2 separate regions of the Mus musculus genome follow, and region 1 is linked to region 2. Evidence: chromatin contacts called from public promoter capture Hi-C data. All regions are on one chromosome and are shown on one strand. The core of a region is the stretch at or near the end of the contact, and the rest is flanking DNA. Distances in the headings are between cores, read along the strand shown.

Region 1 (5,932 bases), core at 1,188-3,687, 1.4 Mb after region 2:
CCTCTTCACCCTACTTCCTTGGAACAGAACCTAAGGATAACTCCAACTCTTTACTGTTTGTTTGTTTGTTTGTTTGTTTGTTTGTTTGTTTTTCAACACAGGATAGCCTTGGCTGTACTGGAACTCACTCATAGACCAGGTTGGCCTTGAACTCCTAGATATCCACCTGCCTCTGCTTCCTGGGTGCTGGTATCAAAGGTGTGCACCACCACCATACACCATCCTCTTTTTATTTTTATTTTTATTTATTTATTTTTTTCGAGACAGGGATTCTCTGTATAGCCCTGGCTGTCCTGGAACTCACTTTGTAGACCAGGCTGACCTCATACTCAGAAATCTGCCTGCCTCTGCCTCCCAAGTGCTGGGATAAAGGTGTGTGCCACCACGCCCGGCGCACCATCCTCTTTTTATTTTGTCTTTTTAGACACAGTCTCACAGGCCGCCCTGACTGACTTTGGGACAGTCTCACAGGCCACCTTGACTGGCTTTGGGACACAGTCTCACAGGCTGCCCTCTCTGGCTTTGACTCACTCTGCAGCCCAGGCAGGCCTTGAACATTCTTTTCTTTTTAAGATTTATTTTACTTTTGAAATTGCAGTTATTTCTTTTATATTTTTCTTGAGATTATAATATAGTCACACCAATTCCCCCTTTCCTTCCCTCCCTCCAAACCTTCCCATATATACCTCCTCCTCAAACTTTTTCAAATTTATGGTCTCTTTTTTTTTATTAATTGTTGAAACATACATATATGGATATTATAAACATATATATTCTTCAACACATAAGTCAGACTCGCTAACACAGCTGTCTAAGTACGAGCAGAACAAGGGCAAACAGCAATAGACACACTACTGTGTCTATAGGGGAAAGCAACAGCAATAGACACACTACTGTGTCTATAGGGGAAAGCAACAGCAATAGACACACTACTGTGTCTATAGGGGAAAGCAACAGCAATAGACACACTACTGTGGACAGGGAAAGCCCCTGAAGCCCCAGCCCTCCCCAGGGAACTACAGGCTACTAAGGATGAGACATAATCTTCCCCCAGAGAAAAGCACACCAACTGGTTATCCAACACCTCATGGTCAGCCCGGAATGCACATCTACAGGTAGCATTATGCAGGCCTTGAACTTGCAGCCATCCTGCCAAGGCTCCCAACAGAGCTGGGATTGTATAGGTAAGCAGCCCAACAGAGCTGGGATTGTATAGGTAAGCAGCCCAACAGAGCTGGGATTGTATAGGTAAGCAGCCCCAGGCACACCCCTGGTCTCCTTTTTAACTCACTACAAATGCTGTGCTTGGTGTGTGTCTGTAGTTACGTATAAACCTGTAGTGATGCATTTCTTTCTGTGGATCAAAGGCGGTGGCATAATAAATATGCTGTGAATTATAATCATTCCTTCCCCAAACACTTGAGTGATTTATGCTTCCACCCTCCTACAAGTCCTCAACACGGGCAGTTGTTAGTCAGCCTTTATCTGCTTTTATTTTATTTTATTTTATTTTATTTTATTTTATTTTAATATAAAAAACAATCCTGACTGGCTTAGAACTTGTTATGTTAACCAGGCTGGCCTGCCTCTGTCTCTCCAGGGCTAGAATAAAAGGGTGTGCACCCCCACACCTGACTTGCAAGCTTTTTCTTTTTTTTTTTTCCTCTTCCCCCAACCCCCACTTGCAGGCTTTTTTATTTGTTGTCAATCTGGGAAATAAAAACAGATCTATGTCATGTTCGTTTTCAATTATCTCATTTTCTCTTGTCACTCTTAGCAAGGAAGTTCAAAATCTTTGACCTGGCCCTATGAAGGAACTCATGGTCTGGGAGTCTACCCTGGCGAATAGGAATGCTTTCTCAACTAGTGCAAAAGTGATGACGTAAGAACTCATGGTGCCACAGGGAGTTGTTTGCCAGTATAAGCCCATAGGGAGCTACATCTAACATGGGACAACTGATACCGAAAAGGAATAATTATTTCTATTTCATTTGCCTCGATGCAAATTTCCAATTGCTTCAGGCTGATCAGTTAGACTGTAAACTTTAGTAAATATAGAAGCAGAGGGCTCCTTTAAAAAAAAGAAAAAAGAAAAAAAAAACCCAACATGTTAGGGCAACACCCTAGCTTCCAGAAAAGAGTCAAGTCTGGTTGTAAATTCAGGGGGTTTTGCCTCTCGTTTTTAAGTTGGACTTTTCAAGTAGAAGATGCCTTTAATGTGTTGGTTTGCAGGAAATCTGATTTTTCCATGCGATAACACTCTTTGACATTAACCAGTATAGTTGGATTTTTAATGACACTTTCATCTTCAAAGCCCTTTACCAGCACAGATGGATTAATTATTCATTTGTGTGTGTGGTGGTGGTGCGGGGGGGGGGGGGGGGGAGGGGGGGGCGGGGCCCTGAGTGTTAAAAAGACAAGCCTTCAAAGCCAAATCCTTTCTCCTTGGGATTGGGGCTCTCTTCTTTTCAAATGTTGTTTTCCAGTCCTCTGGGGAGGAAATAAACTTAATGATGAGTACAATAGGAAAATACTTCGTGCTATGGGAAGATATTGTTATATCCTGAGTGGGATTAGAAGAGGTTGGGAGGCAGGACTAAAGGTGTGTTTACAGTAAGCACTCCGAGAAATAACTGGCTAAAAGTGTTTGTTACTGTTCGGGCTTTTGATGTGTTTTTACAGAGCAGCAGAAGCACAAAGGGCCCCGCGTTAAACATACCTTAGAACACAATGTGCGGATCCTTACATTCGATGCTAAAGTACATATATTTTGTTCTTGATTCCTTTGAAAAGTGTCTAATTTGGTTTTTAAAGATTCTATTTCGCAGAAGAAAACCTCGGGCTTCCCCGGAGGTCCAAGGAGGACTTGACACATCGTCTAACCACAAGAGAGCAGTCTTCCCTTTGATGAGCGCTTCTTCTCCACCTCCCCAGAAATGAAAGAGCAGAGAGGTATGTTTGCAAACACTCTGAAAGCTCTTTCCATCAGACCTGAACGCCGGAAACCACAAAGGGCAGTCAAGTTTGGATTTTCAAGGAGAACGCCGGAGTAAACTTTCGCTCTGTTGGCCAGCCGATCAGCCAGTGCCTGGGGAGGCTCTCTGCTCAATTCCTGAACAAGTTCGGGCTCCCGGATAGCCACACTTGCTGACCCAAGGAGTGAATTACAACAATTGGGCAGCTTTGAAAGATCAATCTGCTTAGAGTGCGACCGTCTATCCAGGCTGGGAACCCTATGTTAACTCTTAAACTAAGATCAGAGGAAGCACATGGATACAAGCGTTGATGAGGCGAGCCCTCTATCTTTGCCCCTTCTTCTCTGAAGCTTTATAAAGACCCAAGAAGAGCAACCTGCTTCGGAAATCATGCAAAGTTCACTCCAAGTGTGCTCAGGTACCTAACTTCTGGACCTAGAAACTTCTCCAGAGACAGACCGGGAAGTCTGGATGGACCAGAATCTCCGCTACGACAGCTTCCAGTCTCGTCTTCAAGGTGAGAGAGTCATCTGCGTGCTTTTTCGCAGAGAATGGAAAAACGCAGATCGGCCGGACTGCTTGCCCTGCCGTCCGCGCTACGTACAGCGCCGCTGGGCGCGCTGCCCGGGAGGGAGCCCTGCAGGGTCTCGGTGCGCCAGGATGCCGCGGACTGCGCGCGGAGACGGCCGTACTCGTCCCTGCCGCTTGGGGGCGTCGCCGAGCCCGCCTTTTTGCGCCAACGCAACGAGCGCGAGCGGCAGCGCGTGCGCTGTGTGAACGAGGGCTACGCGCGCCTCCGCCAGCACCTGCCGCGCGAGCTGGCGGGCCAGCGGCTCAGCAAGGTGGAGACGCTGCGCGCCGCCATCAGCTACATCAAGCAACTGCAGGAGCTGCTGGAGCGCCACCGGCCGGACTGCAACAGCGATGGCGAGTCCAAAGCATCCTCCGGAGCCTCGCCCTGCAGCGAGTCTGAGGAGCGTAGCTAGCAGCATCCTAGCCCACTGGGCTTTCATGGTTGCTTCTCCGGGCCTAGATCTTTAAAACAAAACCAAAAACCAGAAAACAACTAAGTGCTTCTGGATCTAGGAAAGAAAGGTAATTGAATGTTTAGAGAGTTTGGTTTTTTTTTTTTTTTTTTTTTTTTGTCCCCTTTCACCTTCATTGGTTCCGAGTTTGCAGCTTAAAAATGCTTAAGGAAACTCAATTCTCGTATTTTTGAAGCACAGAAGGGCCATCTCAAATCTATGCGGTGATTTTAAAAACACAAAGGACTTTAAGAAACCTTAGCCAGAGAAGAAACACACACACACACACACACACACACACACACACACGAGACAGTCCTTCACGCGAGAGGAACATTCTCACTCATTCCTTCCAATTGGGAAATGCACTGGAAATCTCAACACCTCACTGAGGGTAGGACACTCCATAAGACATTTGTGGAGCATCTGCTGGACCTGAACGTCGCTGTGCTAAAAAGGACAATGCTTGACCTATCTTGCTTCGTCCGCAAGAGGTAGATCGGAAACTTTAGCAGCTAATAAAGTGCCGCGAAGTTAATGATCTTTTTGGAGGAGCTCTGAATGGCCATCTTCTCTCCCGGTTTCTGCCCACTGTTTCTCTTGCCCTTTTGTCTATGTGTTCCCCTGTACAGTTCTCATCCCGTCTAACCTTTGCTTGGAAAAAATAAAAAAGCAAGTATGCTTAGTGCCTTTTGGTGTTTGACACTGACTTGACAAATGGAAAGCAAATATGCACGGTGCCTTTTGGCATTTGAGCTGAATGGAGAGAGCTATGGACGATGGGGTTGGGTTGAACTTGCTACATGTCCGAGCCATTTGTCTTTGAAAGCTTTCTAGCGTGTTGAATATTTAACTATGGTCATTCCTTCTACCTCACCAAAACAGTTATGAATTCTGTAAAACCACTAGATGCTTGTTGACATCTGACGGTAAACTGATTTCTTTCTTTTTTTTCTTTTTTTTTTTTTTTTTTTTTGGTTTTTCGAGTCAGGGTTTCTCTGTGTAGCCCTGACTGTCCTGGAACTCACTTTGTAGACCAGGCTGGCCTCGAACTCAGAAACCCGCCTGCCTCTGCCTCCCGAGTGCTGGGATTAAAGGCGTGCACCACCACGCCCCCGGCTGTAAACTGATTTCTAAAGCTCCTGACCCCACCCATCTACCCCTTCTGTGGTGGTGGCAATTGAACCACAGGCTTAATACATGCTAGGTAAGTGCCCTCCCACTGGGCTATGCCCCAGCCATACTCACCTTCTAATCTCGTGAATTCCCTTTCTTTAGAGGAAGCTTGGCTTGAGAGGGATGGAGTGGAGGAGCACGGACTTTGGTGAGCACTCTCTAGGCGCCATCTCCTCACAAGGCCCCTTCCTGCCTGCCTCGTGATTCAGCGCCTATCTTTTCCTTATTAGAACGCTGTTAATCTTTCAATTCTGTCTTGTTTGATTCTCAAATATTTGTGGCCTGGGTGTTACACATGCATTTTGCTTAAAATTTAAAACAGAGTGTATCCTTTCTCTTGAGCTGAGCATGGTGGTGCCCACCTTTAGTCCCAGCACGTGGGGAATAGAGGCAGGAGGATCTTGCTAAATGCAAGGCCAGAGAGGTCTACATAGCCAGTTCCACGTGATGAAACTCTGTCCAGATGGGCCTGGTGGCACACACCTTTAATCCTAGCACTCAGGAGGCAGAGGCAGGCGGATTTCTGAGTTCGAGGCCAGCCTGGTCTACGAAGTGAGTTCCAGGACAGCCAGGGCTACACAGAGAAACCCTGTCTCGAAAAACAAAAATCAAAAAAAAAAAAAAAAAAAAAAAAGAAAGAAAGAAAGACAGAAACTCCGTCTAAAAACAAACCAACCCCCTTTTTATTTTAAGAAGCAGGGGGCTGGGGAGATGGTTTGGTAGTTAAGAGTGCATGCTGCTCTTTCAGAGGACCTG
Region 2 (6,360 bases), core at 2,484-4,983:
TGTTGGGCTCACTTAAAGAAAGTTGAGCCCCGCACAAATAAATTTCCCAGCTACACCTACTGCTTGGCCTTGTTTCTTATTTCCTTGGAATCCTTGACTGACTCTGCTTTGTTCTCTCCTGTAGGGATTACAGAATTCTCCACTAGAAGAGATCATGAGGAAAATTGGGGCCAAGCTTCATATCTGACAGGTAACAAAGATTTCCCAACAAAAAACAAAGATTTCCCAACAAAATGATCGAGAACCATCAAGGCCAGCTGCCTGGCCCCAACCTGTCCTCTGCACCACACTGCCCTCTCCTGGACACATATGGAAACAACCACTGGGAGGCATTTGATTTGTGGGAGTCTTGCCTAATGAAGGCTTCCTTGGGGACTAGTCATAAGTGTTGTCTCCAAGCTGTCTCTCTGCAGACTTCCCTCCCTCCTGTACTCCTTCTTGCTTACTGGAACCCCAGTTTCCCTCTCTGAAGTATGAGAAGAAGATAAACGACGCCGGAAGCTGGTAAGAAAGAACACAGAGGCCAGGTTGGGCTGAGGGAGGACCTGCCTGTGCCTGAACTCTTAGCTAGAAGACGCCCCCTCCACACCCCCCACCAACAACAGTGCAACAAGAAAACCCAAAGCTCTTTGATGTATGAAGCTCTGACATCACAGGCCTTAAAAGAGTCCCGCAAAGCTCAAAGCTTCCATTCTTCAGGGTAACAATTTCCATGTATTCATCTCAGAAACTGCAAGGATCAAAAACAAAAAACAAAAAAAACAAAAAAAAAAACAAAACAAAACAAAAAAAAACAAAACAAAACAAAAAAACCTCCCAGTGCCTTCAGGAGCCAGAGACCTAAATGGGTTAAGAGATCAGTGAGAGTGAGTGGGTGGGAGCCATGGACTCTAGAGGCGACAGTTTGCTACAAGCTTTGTTTCCCCAGCTCCCAGCATTCCCAGCACTGTGGCCAATTGTTACGTCCCAAGTGGAAAGATTTGAAAGTACTTCAAACCTTACACCAACGCCATGAAGTAAGTAGGTGTCGCCGGCTTCACATCCATTTGTTAAGTGGGGAGACCCAGGCATAGAATACAAGAAGTGTTTCCACGGGCAGACAGATTGGTAGGGGTGTGGCTGGAGTTTGAACACAGAACCCAATTTCCTAACTGCCAATATGGGGTACACAGGATGAGCTTGAAGGCTCGGATCCCGGGTGCATTTTAGGAAACAAATTTTTTATCAGAGACAACCCATTCCCCTGGCCAATCCCCTGAGCTGTACAACATGTGTCCCACCCAGGGTGTGACATTTAACACATGCACAATTTGAGAGGTTATCACCGAATACTAATATCCCAATTTGGCTTACCGGTCTAAAAGTCTCTCTGCCTGACCTTCCAGGCTAGATGGATTGGGGAAGAAGAAAGCTCCTTAGAGCCAATGTTCCAAAGATTCATATGAACAGACCTCTTCATCATTAGGTTCTCAAAGGGAACTAATTAGGGGTGTGTGTGTGTGTGTGTGTGTGTGTGTGTGTGTGTGTGTGTGTGTGCTGTAAAGGTGTTTATAGCACAGAAAAGTGCACGTGTAGGTCTCTTCAAATAGTAGCCTTGGGGCTGTATGTAATGATGCCCTAGCTCACACCAGAGTTTAAATCATACCATTCCTGTGATCCCAGGATCAGACACTAGATGGCACCACATTCTCCCCTGATGCTGAACCACATACCTCCTAACAGAAAAAATTCAGTAGCTTGAGCAGCCTTGGATTTTTTTCCTGATGGGTCTGTACCATCTCAAGGTGAAGAGACTTCGTCCACTTCATATCAATAAGTAAGGGGGTGCTGTGTGTCAGTCTCTGGTGGGAACAGAGGCTTGGTTCAGACAAAAGCCACTCACCTCCCCCCACCCCCAGGGATACGGCCAATCTCTACCCCTCCTCCTCACCTATACAGCCCTCCTCCATTCTCCCCAACCCTCCAGCCCTCCTCCCCAGCCCTCCTCCATTCTCCCCAACCCTCCAGCCCTCCTCCCCAGCCCTCCTCCATCCTCCCCAGCCCTCCTCCATTCTCCCCAGCCCTCCAGCCCTCCTCCATCCTCCCCAGCCCTCCTCCATTCTCCCCAGCCCTCCAGCCCTCCTCCATCCTCCCCAGCCCTCCTCCATTCTCCCCAGCCCTCCAGCCCTCCTCCCCAGTCCTACCCTCAGGAAGTTCCCCAAGAATCAGGACAGGCTACAGAGTCAAGGAGAGTTGAAGGTGAGAAAGACTGTGGAGCTCAGAAAAGGGGCAAGTTACCCAGAGCAGCACAGCCTGTCAGACCAGCACCCTCATCCAGTGTCCTCCATCCTGACCTTATAATTCTACCTCGGAACTCCTCTCCCCATGAGAGCCAATTAAGAAAATGAGAGGTTGGAACTTTCTAAATATCGGTGTTTCTAAGACTGACTCCATGCGAGCACATGGCCTAAGACAGGGGAAGCTGCACCCAGTGTGCAACCATCACTTTCCACAGAACATGACCAAGTACCCCAGCACAGGTGGCTCTGCCCTCACCACAGGCCCATTGCCCAATCGGCCTTGCTCAGGGTGTCAGGAACCAACACGCTCGCCTGGCACAGCCTAGAGGAAGTGCCACACCTTTTGCAGCAGCTCTGATCCTTCACTTGCTGCCCGGCGCTTCCAATCGTTACTTAGGCTGGCACGGGGCCAAGACAAGTAACCAGGGAGGAGGAACAAGGCCCTGTCTTGTCTCCTGAACCAGTTGGTCTGAGCAGTTTGGGTGAACAACTTCCTCTCTCTGAGGCTGTCTCCCCATCTGGGGAAAAAAAAAAGACGAAGGTTTAATTTGAGCCCCTTTAATCTTTACTATGCAAGGCCTGTTTGTTGCATGGTCTGTCCCTATCAGAATTATTCACGTTGATTGATCGTGATTACAGGCCCACAGGGACTGGTGGTGAGTCGGTTATCATGGGCTTTCTGATTTACACTATCGTATGTCTGATGCGTGAGTTTTCTCCCTGTGTTTCTTCTCCTTACAAAAAGTGACCATAGGGCCAACTGTCTTGATATGCTCCTTTGATCCCAGGACCAGTCTGAGGCAGGAGAATACTGTTAGTTCAAGACCAGCCTGAGGCTGCATAGTAAGATCCTGCAACACCACACACACACACACACACACACACACACACACAATCACACACACACACAATCACACACCCTTTAACTGGGAAATTTCCCTCACATACAAAAAGGGTCATGGAGTTAATTAAGGGCTGGAGAGATGGCTCGGCTGCTCGGCTGTTAGGAACACTTGCTGCTCTTGCAGAGGACCCAGGTTCCATTGCCAGCACCTATGTTGGACAGGTCACAACTATCCACAGCTCCAATTCCAGGGAATCTGACACCTTATTCGGACCTCTGAAGGCCTGGACATGTGTCAGATGCACACAGACACACACACACACGTAGAGCTCCAAGTAAGCTCAGCCTGCTTTCTTATAGAGCTCTAAGTAAATACAAGTGTTCTTTGCTTAGCACAGCACAGTTAGACACTGATGTACTCACTAACTGAAAAATACATAGGTGAATAGAGTTTTGCTTTCAGTCTTCCATTTTTATAGCACATCATTGGGAGGGGGGGACTTGGTTCACCACTTACTATGACCAGGAAATGTTCTGAACAAAGTACTTAGCCTCCTTGGAGCCTTCACCTATCAAGAAACGGGGCAGGGTGGGGCAGGGTGGGTTGCTAAACATAGTGCCTCCCTGTGTGGCTGTCATAAAGCCTTTAGAAGAATGACTGTGCATACTCAGTACTCAGGAAGTGTTAGTTACTTGGTACGCCTCCTAGAACCAAGCATGGTAACTTCTCTGCAGATACAGAGATGAAAGACCCAAACACGGAGGGTGCCATCCAGCAAGAAAGCAGTCATGCAAGCCATTGTAGCACAGAGGGAAGAGGCTTTCCGACCAGCAGCCTGGAGGGTGGGGTCCTGGGTGGAGCATTCAAGTCGGCTTAGGGTTCAGGTTCAGAGATGGAGCAGTCTGATTAGGAAAGGAGGAAGATGCTGGAGATGTCATAACAGAGGAAAACAGCCTCATGAGATCCCCAGGAGCTGATGGCAGGAGCCAGCCAGAGGTAGGCATGGAAGATATAGTGGGAAGGGGACACAGACAGACAGACAGACACTTGGGAAAGGCTGTGCTTGTGATCTATGGGGGAGTCCCCAAAGACAAGCCAGAGACAGGAAGGGCAGTGAGGCACAAACACCTGTCTTCATTTCTTCCGGCCATTTCCTGTTTCCCCACTGGACCAGGATTACAGTGAAGGCAGGACTCCATCTGTCTTGCTGTCTGTCTCCTTCATGTGCAGCAGAGTGGTGTTCCGCAGTATCATGAGCCATGAACCAGGCTGCTGGTGATTAGCCTCCGATCCCCAGTTATGGGGGTAAAGAGGAGGCTGGGAAGAGAGGGTGGTGGTGTGTTAAGGCTTTATCCCCCGTGATGTGGAAAGGGAGAGTGTCCTAGTTAGGGTGAGCATTGCTATGATAAAACACCACGGTCAAAAAGCAAATGGGAAGAAAAGGATTTATTTCAATCACAGTTCTGTATCAACTGTACATCGTCAAAAGCAGTGAGGGCAGGAACTCAGACAGGGCAGGAACCTGGAGGCAGGAGCTGATGCAGGGGCCGTGGAGGGGTCCTGCTTACTGGCTTGCTCTGTATGGCTTGCTCAGCCTGCTTTCTTTTCTTTTTTTCTTCCTTTCTTTCTTTTCTTTTTCTTTTTCTTTTTCTTTTTCTTTTTTGAGACAGGGTTTCTCTGTGTAGTCTTGGCTGGGCAGTGGTGGCGCATGCCTTTAATCCCAGCACTTGGGAGGCAGAGGCAGGTGGATTTCTGAGTTCGAGGCCAGCCTGGTCTACAGAGTGAGTTCCAGGTCAACCTGCTTTCTTATAGAACCCAGGGCTACCAGGCCAGGAATGGTACCACCTGCCATGGACCACCCCATTTGGGTATGGGGTCCCTGGAATGAGGGTCCTCAAAGCTAGGTGGGTAAGAGTTTGGCAGTGACAAACAGAAACATAGAGGCAGTTTGAATCTGAGTGTATTTTGCAGCTCCCAAGCAGGGGATTTTATATATTAAAAAACCAAACATTACATCTCTTAGAAACTATATCCAATGAAACAATCACAGATACCAAAAAAAAATCATTTGGCACAGTAAAGCACAAAAGTTATCCAAGCATTACAACTCTGAAACTATGTATTTAGTGAACCACAAACAAAACAGGTAACATCATTATAAATCATCAAAATATAACAATTCTAAAAGGATGTATTCAGTGGGCGCTGTCATCCAAGGCTTGTGGCATATTTCCAGGAGCAGGTTAATAAATCTTTAACGGTCAGTGCCCTTAACCACTGAACTAACTTTCCAGCCCCATGGTCAATTATTATTTAATATCCAGTGCCTGATTTTTTTATAAATCTTCAATGTATAAATTTAAACTATTGTAATTCTTTCTAATTAAGGCTTTCTTTACCATATACCAAAATCCATCTCTGATGACACACATGTATCCATATGAGATTTTATTGTTGGGAAAGTTTTTATCTATCATAATAGCTTTGTAAATGATTTAGAAAGTAAAGCGTTGGTTTCCCTGGGGATAAGGTCATGTTAGTGACCCCCATCTCTAGGGATGGTTTCTTACCCATTATTCTCACTTAAGATCTTGGCCTAGGCTGCCAGGAACGTGTAAATAAGAAAAGGAATAAGAGAAAACAAAACAGATAGATTGTCATAAGAACTACGGCTCAATATTTTTTTCTCCGGCGAAGAGTTCCACAACCGGTTCCAGGAGGCCTCCTCCTTTTGAGGTTGATCACCTTGGTCTGTCACACAGCTCCTACTGGAGGTGGTGTGGCAACCACCCACAATGAGCTGCCCCACCCCATCAATCACTAAGAAAATGCCCTACAGATTTGCCTACAGTCTGATCTTATGGAAGCATTTTTTTCAAACGAGGCTCCCTCCTTTCTGATGACTGTAGCTTGTGTCCAGTGGATATAAAACTACCCAGCACGGGAAGGAAAGAGGTGGGAATCTTGGAACTCCTGAGCTTTGGCTTAACTGTTGTGAGGATTCCTGATCCTCCATTTAGAAATGGGGGATGAGAACTTGGATCTGCTAACAAGTGAGGTGAATGGAAGAAGGGCCTCTGGGTATCAGTGGAAAACCTGATCATCGTCTTTAGAAGCCTGGCCTGCACAGAGTTGTGGGGAGGAATACTATGCAGATATCAAACGATACAGACACATACACATAAAAAAAGGGGTGGGGGGCTGGAGAGATGACTCAGCAGGTAAGAGCAAGTGTT

Evidence for each region. Capture Hi-C pulls out chosen DNA fragments and counts their contacts.
Region 1: a promoter capture Hi-C map of adipose tissue shows a contact between it and region 2. The contact joins the promoter of Ascl4 here to the promoter of E230014E18Rik in region 2. A contact is called at or near these places in 4 of 39 promoter capture datasets (hippocampal neurons, liver and pre-B cells) and 1 of 9 other capture datasets (adipose tissue).

Annotation. Positions count from the first base shown.
Region 1 is chr10:85,924,965-85,930,896 of GRCm38.p6, forward strand. Ascl4 (achaete-scute family bHLH transcription factor 4) reads left to right here and starts at 2,438. Exons shown (of 1, transcript NM_001163614.2): 1 at 2,438-4,685. The coding sequence starts at 3,527. The coding sequence ends at 3,961.
Region 2 is chr10:84,513,970-84,520,329 of GRCm38.p6, forward strand. It overlaps E230014E18Rik (a long non-coding RNA gene), which reads left to right and starts at 3,734. Exons shown (of 2, transcript XR_003948929.1): 1 at 3,734-4,120. Gm34405 (a long non-coding RNA gene) reads right to left here and starts at 3,693. Exons shown (of 4, transcript XR_380642.4): 1 at 2,347-3,693; 2 at 1,713-1,841.